Linked DNA regions of Mus musculus: all the other regions are linked to region 1. The links are chromatin contacts, called in public promoter capture Hi-C maps. All regions are on one chromosome and are shown on one strand. Each heading gives the region's core, a stretch centred on a gene start, on an enhancer-like site or on the middle of the called end of the contact. The rest is flanking DNA. Distances are from core to core; before and after follow the strand shown.

What was found. Promoter capture Hi-C pulls out the DNA fragments that hold promoters and counts their contacts. Capture Hi-C pulls out chosen DNA fragments and counts their contacts.
Region 2: a contact with region 1 is called in a promoter capture Hi-C map of liver, with 2.1 times the contacts expected there. The contact joins the promoter of Nfatc2ip here to the promoter of Zfp771 in region 1. A contact is called at or near these places in 1 of 115 datasets of contacts at active chromatin or transcription factors (large pre-B cells) and 1 of 9 other capture datasets (liver).
Region 3: a contact with region 1 is called in a promoter capture Hi-C map of neural stem cells. The contact joins the promoter of Hsd3b7 here to the promoter of Zfp771 in region 1. A contact is called at or near these places in 1 of 39 promoter capture datasets (neural stem cells) and 1 of 9 other capture datasets (macrophages).

What each region holds. Positions count from the first base shown.
Region 1 is chr7:127,242,187-127,247,147 of GRCm38.p6, reverse strand. Zfp771 (zinc finger protein 771) reads right to left here and starts at 2,622. Exons shown (of 3, transcript NM_177362.4): 1 at 2,540-2,622; 2 at 2,014-2,163. The coding sequence starts at 2,154.
Region 2 is chr7:126,394,647-126,399,607 of GRCm38.p6, reverse strand. Nfatc2ip (nuclear factor of activated T cells, cytoplasmic, calcineurin dependent 2 interacting protein) reads left to right here and starts at 2,871. Exons shown (of 8, transcript NM_010900.3): 1 at 2,871-3,252; 2 at 3,594-3,666. The coding sequence starts at 2,893.
Region 3 is chr7:127,797,947-127,802,907 of GRCm38.p6, reverse strand. Hsd3b7 (hydroxy-delta-5-steroid dehydrogenase, 3 beta- and steroid delta-isomerase 7) reads right to left here and starts at 2,299. Exons shown (of 7, transcript NM_133943.2): 1 at 2,194-2,299; 2 at 1,662-1,833; 3 at 1,292-1,447; 4 at 966-1,074; 5 at 795-894; 6 at 510-672; 7 at 1-122. The coding sequence starts at 1,827. It overlaps Setd1a (SET domain containing 1A), which reads right to left. Exons shown (of 19, transcript NM_178029.3): 18 at 3,680-3,817; 19 at 2,786-3,602. The coding sequence ends at 3,429.

The DNA.
Region 1 (4,961 bases), core at 1,373-3,872:
TTTCCCACTGCCTAGGTAGTTTGCCTTCACTCTATCCAATTCCTGAAATCAGCCTAAAAAAACATTCGATAAGAATGAGCGGAGAGGTCAGCAAGTTGGATCAGCAGGTAGAAGGGCTTATCATGTAGCCCTGAAGAACCAAGTTCTGTCCCTAGAACCCTTAGTGGAAGGAAAGAAGTGACTCTCAGAAGTTGTCTTCTAACCTCCACCTGAGTGCCTACACACACACACACGTGCACACACGTGCACACACGCTCACGAACACAACAAATAAACATAATGGTTGGAGCCAGCTATAGTAGCACACACCTTTAATCCCACCCAGGAGGCAGAGGCAAGTGGCCATCTTGGCCTATAAGGCAAGTTATAGGCTGCCCAGGGCTATACAGAGAAACCCTGTCTTGAAAAACAAACAAACAAACAAGGACAAAAACCAGGTAGGTGTGCCTTGTACCCCTTGTACCCCTTGGTGCTGTAGTAAGAGGCCAGGGGAAGATCAGTTGGACTTGTAGGCCACCAGCCTAGTTCCAGATCCAGTGAGAGACCCCCGTCAAGGGAATCAGGTGGACAGTAATGGAGCAGGTACCTGCTGTACCTGCCCAGCTCCGGCACAAGCACAGGACACACATTCACATACACCGCTCACCTACACACACAGAGAAAAAAACGGAACTACTTACACACTGCTTATGTGCAAGACATAGCTCTAACTCACATATTCACTCAGTCCTTACATCTCCAGGAGGTAAGTGCTGCTATGCTCTCCCTGTACAAATGAGGAAACTGAGGCACAGAGAAGGTAGAAAGCCAAGTAGCTTTGCTCAGGCCTGAAATCCCACTCAATTAATAGGAATGCCAAGGTCAAAGGACTGCCTGCCTGGACTACAGAATAAATTCTAGGCCCACCTGGGCAACTTGGTTGAGACTCTACCTCAATAGAAAAGGGCTTGGCTACAGTACAGAGACGGGTAAAGCCTTGGCTCAATTCTTAGTACTGCAAGAAAAACTAACAAGGCCGAGAAACTTGTCAGCTGGTAGGGAGGTGATGAGAATGGAAGTCCATCTTAATCTCTGGAGCCTTAGGTCCTTAGTGTTCAAACCAAAGTGTATGCGAGGTCTCAAAGTCAGGCTGAGTGAAGATGATAGCCAAGAAGGCTGGAAAGAACCGGACTTCACAGTTAGCAGTGGAAGAGGCCTAGAGAGCAGGTGTCCTTTCCCAGCAACTCATCAGGTCCGCTAGGGGAACGAGCATTTATCCCCAAGGCAGCCAGAGCCCTCCAGCTGAACTCAAGTCTACTGAGAAAGGGACAGCCCAGGGTCCCTGGCAGCTCTGGGAAGTAAAATAATTGGTGAATAGTTAGGGTCTCAAATGGCAGACTCTAACTCATTCTGATGTCCTAAAAACCTCCAGGAGAAAACCCAGATCCCCAGCATGCTCTGCCAACCAACCTGCCTGGAGCTGTGCTGGAGTATGAGGGAACTACTGTCCCATAGCTCCCTACAGACAGAGCCACTCTTCCAGTCTGGGGTAGTCACTTAGGTCGGTTGCCAACTGTCTTAGACTCAGTTCCTCACCTAGAAAATGGAGTCAGTACTAGCAACAAACCAGACTGGAGGTGCTTAGAATAGCATCTGGCACACCATAAACTATGCGAGAGGTAGCTGTTGTTACTGCGGCCTGGCCTCATCTTCCCTCACCTCTGGCCTTTGCTAACTCCTATATCTGGACTCAGGATACAGGATTGTGAGTTTACAGACATCAGGCTGCGTGGAGACTGAAGCCACTCAGCACGGTGCCTCAAGCAGCACCCAGCATGGCATCTGGCTCTCACAGTGGGCCAAACGTCTATCCAATGGGGCGTGGGGGGCAGTGAGCACAAGGATGGGCCAATTCTGAGTTTCTAGATCTGAGATCCAGGAAAAGGCGGGGGCAGGATTTTTGACTTCTGTCTGAGGGACGTTGAACCTGGCACAGGTTCGAGGGTGGGGGTGGGATCGGGACGGAACACGTACCTCCTTGTTGTCCACAGGGATCTTGAGTTTCACCACCTCATACTTCTCCTCACCCTCCTCCTCCTCACCCTTCACCAGCAGCACCATCTCCTCCTGCATCTCTTCCTCCTCCTCCTCCTCTGCCTGCTGTTCGCCAGGCATCTTGGTGTCCTGAGGCGGGGCGCTGGATCAGAGGCTCAGGACCCGCCCCCCACCCCCACCCCCACCCCCACTGTGGCCCCGGCCCAGACAAGGCGGTGCAGCCGTGGCTTCCCCCGCCCTGCCCAGGCTCCGAGTCCAGTCCTTTCCCATCCACCCTAACCCAACCCCACGCTCCGACACTGCCCAGGGCCCAGCTCAGAAGACACCCGTTCACCCCACTCATCCCGACATTCAGGGCCCTGAACAGTTCGAATCTCCAGCTCCCGCGAGTTGCCACCCTCCTCGCGCTGAGTCACTCCCCAGAGCCTGGGTCGGCGACCTGAGCGCTAAGGGATGAGCCGGAGGCCCGCTGGAGCTGAGGCCCCGGGGTGGAGTGCGCACTCACCAGCCCGAGGTTCGGTGCTCGTGCGGCCCCGGGCCTGGGCGAGGGGCGGTTGGGTGCTCTGCGAAGGCCGCGGCTCCGGAGGCGGGGGCGGGGCGGGGCCCCAGGGGCGGACATTCATTGGTTCGCCCGTCTGGCCCCGCCCCTAGGGGAGAGGCTGGAGGCCTGAGCTTCTGTCCCTAACCGCCCCGGGAGGGGTAGCCGGGACTCAGAGGTGTCCGCGGCCCGGAAACTCCTAACCAACAGACCATGCCTAGCCCGGCCTTCAAGGCCCTGCAGCCGAGTTCCAACCACCCTCAGCCGGGCTCCGCCGCTGCTGGATCTTGACGCCCCACCGAGATTGCTGTGCCCGCGTAGGCCACGTGCGCTCCCGGGGGTCTGGGCCTCTCGCTGGCGCCCCGCCTGGAGAGCGGGCCCTGTTGCCTCCTCTCTTCTTTCCCCTCCTTTTTCCTTCTTCGTTCTTTCTCGCGTCGCCTTCCCATCCCCTGATCTGCCAGACAGCTTACTGTTTGCCCGCATGCGGCCCAGATCCACCACCGCCCAATCTGTCGCTTTCATCTACCGAGTGTTGTTTCTGACTTGTCAGAGGCTCACTATGTAAACCTGGTTAGTTTAGAACCAGTGGCAAGCCCCCGACCCTCACCCCGAATCTGGAGAGTATAAGGCAGGAGTTGTCGTGCCTGGCTTGGGTACCTGTTCTTGAAAGTTTGCTGTTTTACACACTGGGTCACATTTGCTCAGCACAGAGGATTGCGATCTCACTTTACACGTGCACTTAAAGATAGTTCAGAGAGGACTGATTTACCTAAATTATACAGTAAAGAAGCATTTCTCACTACTGGTAGTGTGGGAAGAAATAGCCCAAGGTCAAATCCACTCTACAATACTACATACAGTACCATCTTGCCTATCTCTCTAGATATTTTTAACTGGGCATGGTGCCACTTAGCCCTGGGGAGGCAGAAGCAGGTGGACTTCTGTAAGTTGAAGGCCAGGCAGACCTGCATAGTGAAACTTTTTTTTTCTAATAAAAATAATAAAGGAGCCAGAGAGATGACTCAATGGTTAAGAGCACTGACTGCTCTTCCACAGGTTCAATTCCCAGCAACCACATGGTGACTCACAACCATCTGTAATGGGATCAGATGCCCTCTTCTGGTGTGTCTGAGAGAGCTACAGAGTACTCATACACATAAAATAAATACAATCTTTGTGGTTGTTGTTTTGGTTTTTTGTTTTGGTTTTTTTTTTTTTGGGGGGGGGGTTCGAGACAGGGTTTCTCTGGATAGCCCTGGCTGTCCTGGATCTCACTCTGTAGTCCAGGCTGGCTTGAACTCAGAAATTCACTTGCCTCTGCCTCCCAAGTGCTGGGATTAAAGGTGTGCGCCACCATGCCCAGCAAATACAATCTTTATTTTTTTTTTTTTTTTTTTTTTTTTGGTTTTTCGAGACAGGGTTTCTCTGTATAGCCCTGGCTGTCCTGGAGCTCACTTTGTAGACCAGGCTGGCCTCGAACTCAGAAATCCGCCTGCCTCTGCCTCCCGAGTGCTGGGATTAAAGGCGTGCGCCACCACGCCCGGCCAAATACAATCTTTAAAAAAAATAAATTAAAAAAGAAAAAGAGAAGGGTGGGAGACAAAATCAGAGAGGACAGTTGTGTCCCAAAGGCTTCTGATACCACCAATATCTAGTGACTCCCATGAGTATCAGTTCCAGATAGGACTGGAAACAGAAACTTGAAGTTCCATGTGATGGCTCACCTCTGGAATACAAGCAACTCTGGAGGATCCTGAGTTCAAAGCCACCTGGGCAGCAAGATAGAAGCCTCCATTTCACAAGGAAAGAGACTGCGTCGGGAAGCTGAACAGGAGGCGGCAGAAGCGGCTCCGGAGCTGTCCTGATGGTCAGGATGCTCCTTCGCAGTTAAATGCCTTTTTTTAAGGTTACTGTTTAAAGATACACGACTGTGTGTGTACACATGCTTGCAGATGCCCAAATAGGCCACAAGAAGGTGTGGGATCTCCTGAGGTGGACTCAAGAGTTGTGAGGGATGCACGAGGGTGCTGGGAACCAAGCCCTGTGCCTCTGAAAGAGCAGCCAGCTCTCTAGCTTCTGAAAGTTTTTCTTTTTTTCTTTGAATGTGTGTTTGTGCACACTTGAGTACCTGTATGTGTGCTGCATGCCTGCAGGAGCCCCAAGAGGTCAGGAGAGGGAGTCAGATCTCCGGGAGCTGGAGTCACAGATGGTTGCGAGCCACCATGTGGGTGCTGGGAACCAAACCAAATCTTCTGCAAGAGAAGTAAATGCTCTTAGCCACTGAGCCCTCTTTCCAATTCTAGTTAAATATTCTCCAAATGGCAGTTGGGTTCTGGTTGTATAAGAAACTATAGTTCTACCGCAGTCTGCCATCCCTGTGCACCAAAGA
Region 2 (4,961 bases), core at 1,622-4,121, 850 kb after region 1:
CCAAAACAATCCTGCATGGTGGTGTGTTGGGGGGGGGGCAAGCTGGCTAGAATAAAGACCCTGCTGTGAGTTGCATCAGATCAGCTCCTGTCTGGTTTTTTGGGGATCACAAACATTTCCCTGGCACAACAGAGCTGTACAGTCAGTCTCTTGTGTAAATAAAAAGGAGCAGAGAGGGAGGAGGGATGGAGAGATGCTGAGATAGTTCAGCAGGTAAAAACACTGGCTGTTCTTTCCGTGCTCATGACAAGGGCTCTGCAGCAAGTTCCTTCACCCACTGAGGCATCTTGTTGACTAGTTATTTATTGTACGGGGCTGGAGGTTAAACCCAAGGCTTCATGCATGCCAGTGTATTAGTGAGGCTTCTGCAGAGAAAAATTATTAATAGGACGAGTCTATTGCCAAGGCTGCAGGGGAGAATACTATGTTCTCAAAAGGTTTCAGAGTATATATGTGAGACTAACTTGTTTGGCTCCCGAGATACGGTCTGGGTAACCCAACAGTGGCTGCTCAGTCCGTGAAGCTCGATGTCTCGGCTGTCCCAATCTGGTGTCCTCACTGTACCCCAGAAGCCCAGGTAACGGCTATGTTATCACAGCAGCAATGCAGCAGGAGCAGAGAGGATGAGCTTGCCAGCAGAGTGTTTGCAACAGACAAAAACAAACAAACAAACAAACAAACAAACAAACAAAAAACCAGGGCTTCTTCTCTCACATCCTTTTATTTGAGATGCTCTTCCCACTTCAAATAATCTGATCCAAAAGAGCCTACACAGCTCCCCGAGGCTTGCATTTGATTCCAGACCCAGTCAAGCTGACAAGTGCCCACTCAGCTGTGACCCCAGTCCTCCTTCCCCCTTAAAAAAAATACTTATTTATTTTATGTTAATGAGTGCTCTATCTGCATGTATGCATGCATGACAGAAGAGGGTGTCAGATCCCATTACAGAGGATTGTGAGTCACCATGTGGCTGCTGGGAATTGAACCTCTGGAAGAGCAGTCAGAGATCTTAACTGCTGAGCCATCCCTCCAGCCCGTTTGTGTCTTTTCAGTAACAGAATCTACTAACAATAAATTCACAAATGTCAGTGGTCTTAATGGCAGCAATTTGTCACACACGATCCACCTATTTTAGTGATCTGGCCAAGGTGAATGCATGTTCTTTTATCCCAATCATAATTACTAATATTAACTCTCACATGACACAACAGACAGCAAATTATATCTCCCTGCATATATAAGATTTACAGAATAAACAGAAAGGGCTACATTAGAGTTCAAAAGGTCTCAGAAGTGAACTGATGGAGTCTGCATTGATAACTAATCAGGCCAGTGACAGGAGGGAGCTGCTGGAACCAGGATTCAAAAGCAGGAAATGGTGGCTTTAAGTCCAGGTTGGGTCAGGAGAGCAGGGGTAGGGGTAGGCAGCTGAGCAGGCCAGGCAACAGTGGGAAACTGAGGCAAGCTAAGCTCCAGAGAAAGTCAGAGAACCCTCTGCTTATCAGTCTATGATTTAGTCATCGGGTATCAGGCGACAGGATATTGTGGAGGCATACCATCTCAGTGGCAGGCATCCATCACTTTATGGGCTCCTTATGAGGAAGTCATACTCTTGGTCTGGCCTACCTGATAAGTTCTTGGATCTGGTTTCCCCAGTTTGATTTTTTTAGGGGGGGGGGTCGGTTGAGACCGGCTTTTTCTGTGCAGTGCTGGCTGTCCTGGAACTCACTCTGTAGACCAAACTGGCCTTGAACTCACAGAGATTTGCCTGCCTCTGCCTCCCAAGTGCTTGATTAAAGTCTTGTGCCACCACTGCCCAGTGATGTCTGCATTTCAAAGAGAAGACTCTACCTTGAATTGCTGAGTTGTGAAAAGGCAAGGGGTTTATTAAGACATTAGAAGGATTAGCATATGCACAACCATGGTACTGACAGTACTTACATTTTTTTCAGTTAATTTCCACATGCATGAGTGAATGCCAGCAGGGTATTGACCAGCAGACAAACATTAAACCATCAAAGACCTCTCAGAATTCAGACCTTTCTGAGTTTTGAAGTTGTATTGTTTCCCAAACGAGCTAAGTGTGCATAGCATGTTGCTGGAAAGCGCAGCTAGCTCCCAGTCAGTCTACAATCACGAGCATGAACCCTGGTGCTCTGTAGTACATTGTGCAGATAAGCGGCAGCAAGGCCTTTATCAAGAGTAACCCCGCTGTAAACCGAGAAGCATTCATATTTCAATGATCAGGAAAGAGGAGCCAGAAGGAAGCCTCTTTTCTTTGCAACAGGGAAGTAAGTCTCTTATTTTAATTTGTAATTGTCTTAAAAAGTGTTTCTGAGTTGTGCTGTGCTATGACATATATTGTTTTGATATTGTGTTTGTAGAGTATTTCAGAGGTGACATGCATGAAGGTGTTTAGTGTGGAATGGAACTCCTGCCACACAGAGGTTGAGGACACAAAAGGAATCCACAGCCCAAGATCTTCAGCTTCTAACCTTAGTTCCACAAGGCTTTTTCTGTGGCTTCCGAGAATGAGGACTACAATTCCCAGGATGCGCCAGTCTTTCACCAACCAGGAAAATGGATTTCTCTAATGGGCGGGCCCTGGGGAAGGCTGGGTCAGGAGGAAATTTAGCCAATGGATGAACTGTACAGAATCGAAACCTTTTTTGATTGTACCAAAGAGATTGGAATCTTTGGCGCCTTTGTTTTAGTGGAGGGTAGGTGATAGACAGGTAAGTAGACCAATGAGAACGTGGATAGGCGGATCCAGAGCGTGTGGGCGGGAAGAGATGATGACCGGCAGGCTGTTCGTCCAATGAAAGGGACAGACGCTAATACGGTGGGCCGGTGACTGTGTAGAGGCCGGTGTTTGTGGAAGCAGTGTGGGAGATGGCGGAACCACTGAGGGGACGTGGTCCGAGGTCCCGCGGTGGCCGAGGCGCTCGGAGAGCCCGAGGCGCCCGTGGCCGGTGTCCTCGCGCCCGGCAGTCTCCGGCTAGGCTCATTCCAGACACCGTGCTTGTGGACTTGGTCAGTGACAGCGACGAAGAGGTCTTGGAAGTCGCAGACCCAGTAGAGGTGCCGGTCGCCCGCCTCCCCGCGCCGGCTAAACCTGAGCAGGACAGCGACAGTGACAGTGAAGGGGCGGCCGAGGGGCCTGCGGGAGCCCCGCGTACATTGGTGCGACGGCGGCGGCGGCGGCTGCTGGATCCCGGAGAGGCGCCGGTGGTCCCAGTGTACTCCGGGAAGGTGCAGCAAGGTCCCCAAGGAGGGTTGTTGGGGGAGTGCTAAGACTGGCGTGGCGGGTTTGGCTTGGGGCAGTGTGTGTGTGTGATGAATACTTTTAGATTGGAGATACGAGGGGGTCGGTAATGTTAGATGTATGGAGTTATCTGGGATTGTATCTTCGGGTAGAGGGAGGCTGAGAGAGATCGAGGGACGATCGAGGGAAGCTGGCCTTCTAGATGCGCTTCAGGGATTGGAGTCCTTAGAGAAGACAAGTGCTGGAATCGAGGGAAGAGCCATTCTTGTCTTAAGTAGGGTTGGCAGGATGTGAGACCCACCTCCTCTTCCCCCTTTTGTCTTCGTAGGTACAGAGCAGCCTCAACCTCATTCCAGATAATTCATCCCTCTTGAAACTGTGCCCTTCAGAGCCTGAAGATGGTAAGAGTGGGTTTGTCGGGAGTACCCTGCACTGGCTTCTCTGAGACTTCCTAGAGTTTACATCCCTGTAGTCAGTGATATCTCCCCCCCCCCCCCGCGCCCCCCCCTCGCTCCAGCACCCTCCGTCCCCCTGCCCCCACCCCCACCCCTTTTCTCTGTGCTTCAGTGGTATCTAGGGTCTGGAGAATGATGCTCAAGTGTTATCCAGTTGACACACAATTTTGATTCTAAGTGGTATTGGGAAAATGGACTCCTGAGTCTGAGATAGGGGAAAGTTATGGTCCATAAAGATGCTGGTTCATTAATCAGAAGTCACAGGAACCTACTTAATAGCCATGTCCACCCCTTCCCCTCTTCGGGTCCTAACGGGCATATGGATATGTTAGAGTGAAGTTTGAGGTACCTACCCTTGACATTTTGATCTGTGTTATCATAATAGGGGTGAAGGGAGTTCTGAGACTCTGTGACATCTTGTTACACTCCTACAGTGTTCCATTCCTTGGGAACACTTTGGAGCCAGAAGAGTGTTTCTTTGACTTTATCAGAACTGCCCATTCTTTATTCTCTACTGATAAGTTTTTGCAAACCCTTTAATAAGGCCAGTGACTACGAGTCAAGGCTAATAGGGGAGTGATAACAGTCTGCAAAGACCTGGAACTAAGACTCCTTTCTGTTAGGTGAGGGCGTGTGGTAGGCTGATTGAGAACAGGCTCAGGAGTCTTGTGGCCTGTATTTGAATCCTTCATAACTGTGTGACTTTGAGCAAGTTTTCCTCATGAGGAGAATGGGGATAATAGTGGACCTATCTTAAAGATTTTTGGTGAGAACTAAAAGGATTTTGTGTATATTTTATTTGCCACATCCGTGGTTAGGATAGCACCTGGAATGTAGAAGTGTGACATGATAGAAAAGATATCCATGTGCAGGGTATCTTAGGAAGGGTTTTAAAAGTGTAGACTTGGAGTTGGGGCGATGGTTCAGTGGGTAAAAGCACTTGCCACACAAACCTGATACCTAACTACCATATAAGAAGAAGATGGGGTGGCATACACCTGTAATGATGCCACTCATACTGGGTACAGGAGAACACTGCTGGAAGCTCACACACCCAGTGGCAAAAATAACAGGGGAGACACTGACTCAGAAACGGGATAAAAGGAGAGAAAGTTGTCTTCTGCTGCCAACACATATGCTATGGCATGAACAATGCCCCTGCCTCCCTCCCCAGTAAATAAATCTTAAAGAAAAAAAGAAGCAGGCTGTCAGCCCTACAGCAGCTGCCATATTTAGTTAGG
Region 3 (4,961 bases), core at 1,050-3,549, 560 kb before region 1:
GTTGAAGTCCTCGTAGCTTTTATAAGGTGACTTATCATAGCAGAAATACACCTGGCCACCCATGAGTGCTGCCCGCTGCTCCAGCTCCCGGGCCACCAGTATGTGCATCCAAGCAACATTGCCTGCCAGCAGGGAGGGAGGGAGGGAGAGAAGCTGGCCTTGGCCCCGTGTAGATCTTGCCCACACCTCTCTACTGTCTGATTAATCAAAGTTGCCCTTCTCCAAGGCCCCGTAGCCACCAGCCCTCCTGGGCATCCTGCAGCTACTTGGATCCCGTGTAGATGCTTTCTCCCTTTCTCTGGAGAGCTGTCGCTCCTGTTGCTCATCATAACCTACGCCATGTTCTTATGTCAGCCCTCCCAACTGCTTGGATGCTTTCCCCGTTTTTCAACTCATGCAGAAAATGCCCACATGCCACTGTCTGCCTGAGCTCGCGTGGAGCCAGGCGTACACGCGTGACTCTGCCACCATCAGAGCCACTCCTCGAGCCCTGCTGTCCCTGTCCTTACCAACATAGACCCGACCGTGCTCCACAGAAGCTGGGACGGCCCGAAATAGACGACCTCCAAAGCGCAGTCCCTGGTAGTAGAAGTCTCTCATGACCTGATGACCTTCACCATAAATGCCCGTGGGTCGAAGGGCACATGTCACCAGGGGTAGCCCTCCATTGACCTGGTGGCAGAGGGGAATTTTGAAGTGTACCCACCCTCTCCACCGTGGGCTGGAGATGGATGCAAAGAAGCCTGGGACTCAGGCTCTGCCCCTGCAGCTCAAGTCCCATCTTTGCAGTGTACCTTCCTTCCATTGGCCTCGAGGACCAGCTGCTCAGCAAGGGCTTTACTGCATGGGTAGGGATGGCTGTGGACTGCCTCATATGGGGTATCTTCATTGCCCCTGGAGAGGGGAGAAAGAAGACTGAGTGCTGGAGGGAAATGGGCTCTAAGATTAAGTGGGGCTGAGCTCACCTGTAGAAGGGGTGGCCCTTGATGTTAGGCCCCACCACTTCCATGCTGCTCGTGTAGACCAGGTACTGAGTGCCAGTCTGCACACAAGCATCAATCACATTCTGTGTGCCTATGGAGGAAAGGGACAGACGCAAGCTGTGTCTTCCCGCCTCTCACTCCTTCTGCCCCCCCCCCCCCCCCAGTGTCCAAGGAGAACCGCATCAGGTCAGGACAGGGTTCGACAGCAGTAAATGGACAAGGTTATCAAAAAGGACAGGCCCTCCCATAAAAATCACTGGTCAGAGGCAGGCCACACACTAGGGGCCAACAGGTAGGTAGCAGCTCACCCTGCACGTTGACTTTGTGGATGGTCTTTGGACTGGCCTTCCCAAACACATCCACCAACCCAGCTGTATGGATGACCACATGTGATCCAGACATGGCTGCTGCCACCTCATGGGCCTGAGTCACATCCCCCTGGATGGCAGTCACCTGCACAGGCCCTGGTGGAGACCCGAGGCAGTGTCAGAGCTGGGGCCTTAGCCAGCTGCTGAGTTTGGCCTGTCCACACCCTGGAAGCCACATGAACCAATGACTCACCCGGCCCCTCTGTCTGGTGGAGAACAAACAGGAATCATCTTTTCCATAAGCTGAGGTATCCCAGTCTGGGAAGGGATGGGGCCTCCCTACCTCCTGCTACTGCCCCACTCCAGTCACCTGCTTTCAGCTCCTCCAGCCAAGAACTCAGGTGCAGGTCAAAGACACGCAGCTCCCGGAGCCTGGGCTCCCGTTCCAGCAGCATCCGAACAATATGTTCCCCCAGGAAGCCGCAGCCACCTGTGACCAGGTATACCAGTGTTGGCACCTGTGCAGAGTCTGCCATGCCCAGCTGTGGGAAGAGAATTTAGCTCACTAGAATTGCCTGGTAGCACCTGCTCCAACCATGTGTTCTTCATAGAAGGGATCATTAGGTGGGAGCAGTGTGGGTGGAGAGGCTGAGTAGCAGGGGTGGGTTGCAGTTTTCTGTGCCTGTAGCACTAAGGCTCCCTGCCCTCTGACCCTAACTGCTGAGTCACTAGAATTGGATGCAGAATGGGAGGGATTGAGGCGGGTGGGGGGAAAAAAAAAAAAAAAAAAAAAGACTAGATTACTAAAGGACAGGCAGAGAAAGCAAGGAGTTGAATAGGGAGGTTGGAAGGGCGCAGGCTAAAAGGCAGGCCAGCTGGGCCTCAGTATCAGCTCTGCCTACCTGTAGTAAGTCCCAGGGCGCACAAACTGGCCACTGGAGGAGGTTGTGTCCTGGACTGGTGGACCAGCTAGATGTACATAGGCTTCCTTCCTTCCGCTCGCTCCTCCCTCCTGACCCATTCCAGGAAGGAGACCAGCCTAGCCTCCACCCCTAGGGGCGGGCAAGGGGGTTTGGAGGGAATTTTCTTGCCAGAGTGCCCCCTGGTGGCCAGTCCACTCTTCAGTGGCAGGCAAAGGACAGAACCTGCCCATTTGGTAGTGTATTTCAGGATAATAGGGTAGGGAAGGGATGCCCCCATCACTGATATGTTTGTCCCTCCTGCTGGGTCTCCCAGTAGGCTGAAGGCCCAGCACCAGCTATGGTTCTGGGAGGGAGAGCAGGGTAAACCTGATCTTGACATAATTCTGGCTAGCATCCATAGTGAGACAGATCTGGCATGTTTGTTGTATCTAGGTGGTTGGTCCAAAGCAGCACTGCGGTCTGCAGGTTGATTCACCCCAAACTCAAAGCCACCCATTCCCCCTCTCTCCTGCTTCACCCACTGTGGCAACTTGCATCCCAGTCTGCTCTTCCCAAAGATACTGACCAAGCATTTTTGTACAATAAAGTTTAATCACAATTATAAAAATGTGGTGTTGGGTTTCACTATTAACATTATGTACAATCCAGCCCAACAAGAAGGGCCTGCCCCCCACCATCCTGGCCCACTGAGCCAGAGCCCTGAGACACCAGGGTGGGAGGGTGACCCACAGGGTCTGGCAGGAACAGATGAGGCAGGGTTCCAGGCACAGAGTTCCCAGGACTAGGGGCCAAAGGCCCCCCCAGGGGGAGAACATGGCCACTGCCCCAGAGACCCCTAAACTGGGGCGGGGTGCACATAGGGCAGAAGGGGAAGTCCCCATTAACATGAAGCAAAGGGCTATGCAGCCCCCAAGAATAGCATCTATACAGGCTGGTACCCCAGGTTTCCACAGGAAACAGCTGCTGGCAGCTACAAAACATTTACAGCTTCTTCTTCGCAAAGAAAAAAAAATTAAGAGGGTGTTTGGGCATGGGGCATAGGGGAGGCAGCAGATGCCTCAAAGGACTGAGGCTCCCTTGTTGGCCTCAGTGCTCCCTATCCCACGTGAAGGTGGGGGCAGTGGGCCCTGCTGAGCCCAATAAGGCTGGGGTGCTGGGAGCTTAGGGCACCAAGGGGGAATAAATAGGGGTGAGGGCACCGGTCCTGCCCCACCTCAGTTGAGGGAGCCACGGCAACTTTCAGTGCCGCACAGACACGGAATCTTGTTGTCTTCTAGTGGGAACTTGTAGTCGTAGGTGATCTCCTCATCCACGCCGATGGGCTGCTTCGAGTAGATGACAATCTTTTTCTGAGACTCAATGGTGATCACCTTCGCATAGCAGTTGGGCTGCAGGAGGTGGGAGTGTAAGCCACAGCCCCACCTCACCCCTGCCCAGCCCAGCCCCGGCCCAGCCCTGAGCGCACCGTGCAGCAGTGGTTGATGAACCTGGCGAGGTTGCCACACTTGGTGGCATCAATGATGGTGTCGTGATCCACCCGGAAAAGGTAGCTGCTGCCAATGCCCTCCTGCACGTAGCGCTTTTCCCGCATGTCCGCTACCATCTGTGAGAGTAAGACACGCCCTAAGACTTCAGCCACTGCATGGACTAGACTTGCTCCCCTCTGGCCAAGCCACCAGTTCCTGGGCCCATGTTGACTGGGTCGGCATCTGAGTGTACCTGCTCCCACCCATTCTGATCCAAAGTCAGCAGAAGGGGACTCTGGGGAAACCAGCACTGGCTCTTCTGAGAACCTGTGTGGCCATAGTGGATGGAGTCCATAACATGCTGTGGGCCCGGGGCAGCTTCCGAAATGACAGTGGCCATGCCTTGAATTGAAGCCTTTCCTAGGACTAGCCTTCATACACAGGCACCTACTGGGCAGCTGGTGAGAGCAGATGGCAGATGGTCTGTGCCAGGACAAAGGCCTTGTGCTGCAAGGGGCAGCTATTCCCAGGAAATAGGTAATGCAATTGCCACTCTCACTAGGTGACCTCCCCCTTTGCAGAGTTCTAACCACCAGCTCTGCAGTGAGGACTCCTTCCAGGCGTCACTCTCCAGCCAAATCTACCTCCATAAGAGAGTGGGATGCCATTCCTACATCCCTAGGATCCTGAGCCTCACGTCTGTACTGAACAAATCTTGACCACACTCTGTCCCTTCTGCCCAAGCACATTCCTAGAAGCTAACGGCGAAGGCCTGAGAAAGGACTCAGCACCGTGTTTTCACCCTTCATAGCTTGGCTACCTGGCTGTCAATTACTTTGAACCCACAGGCTAGACTCCTGTCACCTCTGCTGACATTATCTTATCCATACTTTGGATCTGCCATTAAGTCCCACTGAGGCCAACCCACAGCCAGAGGGAGCTTACTAGTTTCACAACCCCTTGCTTGCACAGTTTCTAAGCCATTCTCCATCCACAAGGCCACTTTTCCAGGCTCATGTCCCTGTCACTGGCCCTGACTAGGTAACCTGAACAGATGTTTTGACCTTGTCCTCCTAAGAGAATGCAGTTTCTGAGCCTTTGCACACGCTAATCCAGGAACTAGAGCATATATACATCCTACTGCCCTGGGAACTCATTACCCTTTAGCTTTCAGGCTGAACATCACATCACCGTCTCTGGGAGGCTCTGGGTCCCCACAATACCTATCACCCTCTAGTGTCAAAGACCATCCTTTACTATTGTCCAGTGTTCCTTGGGGGA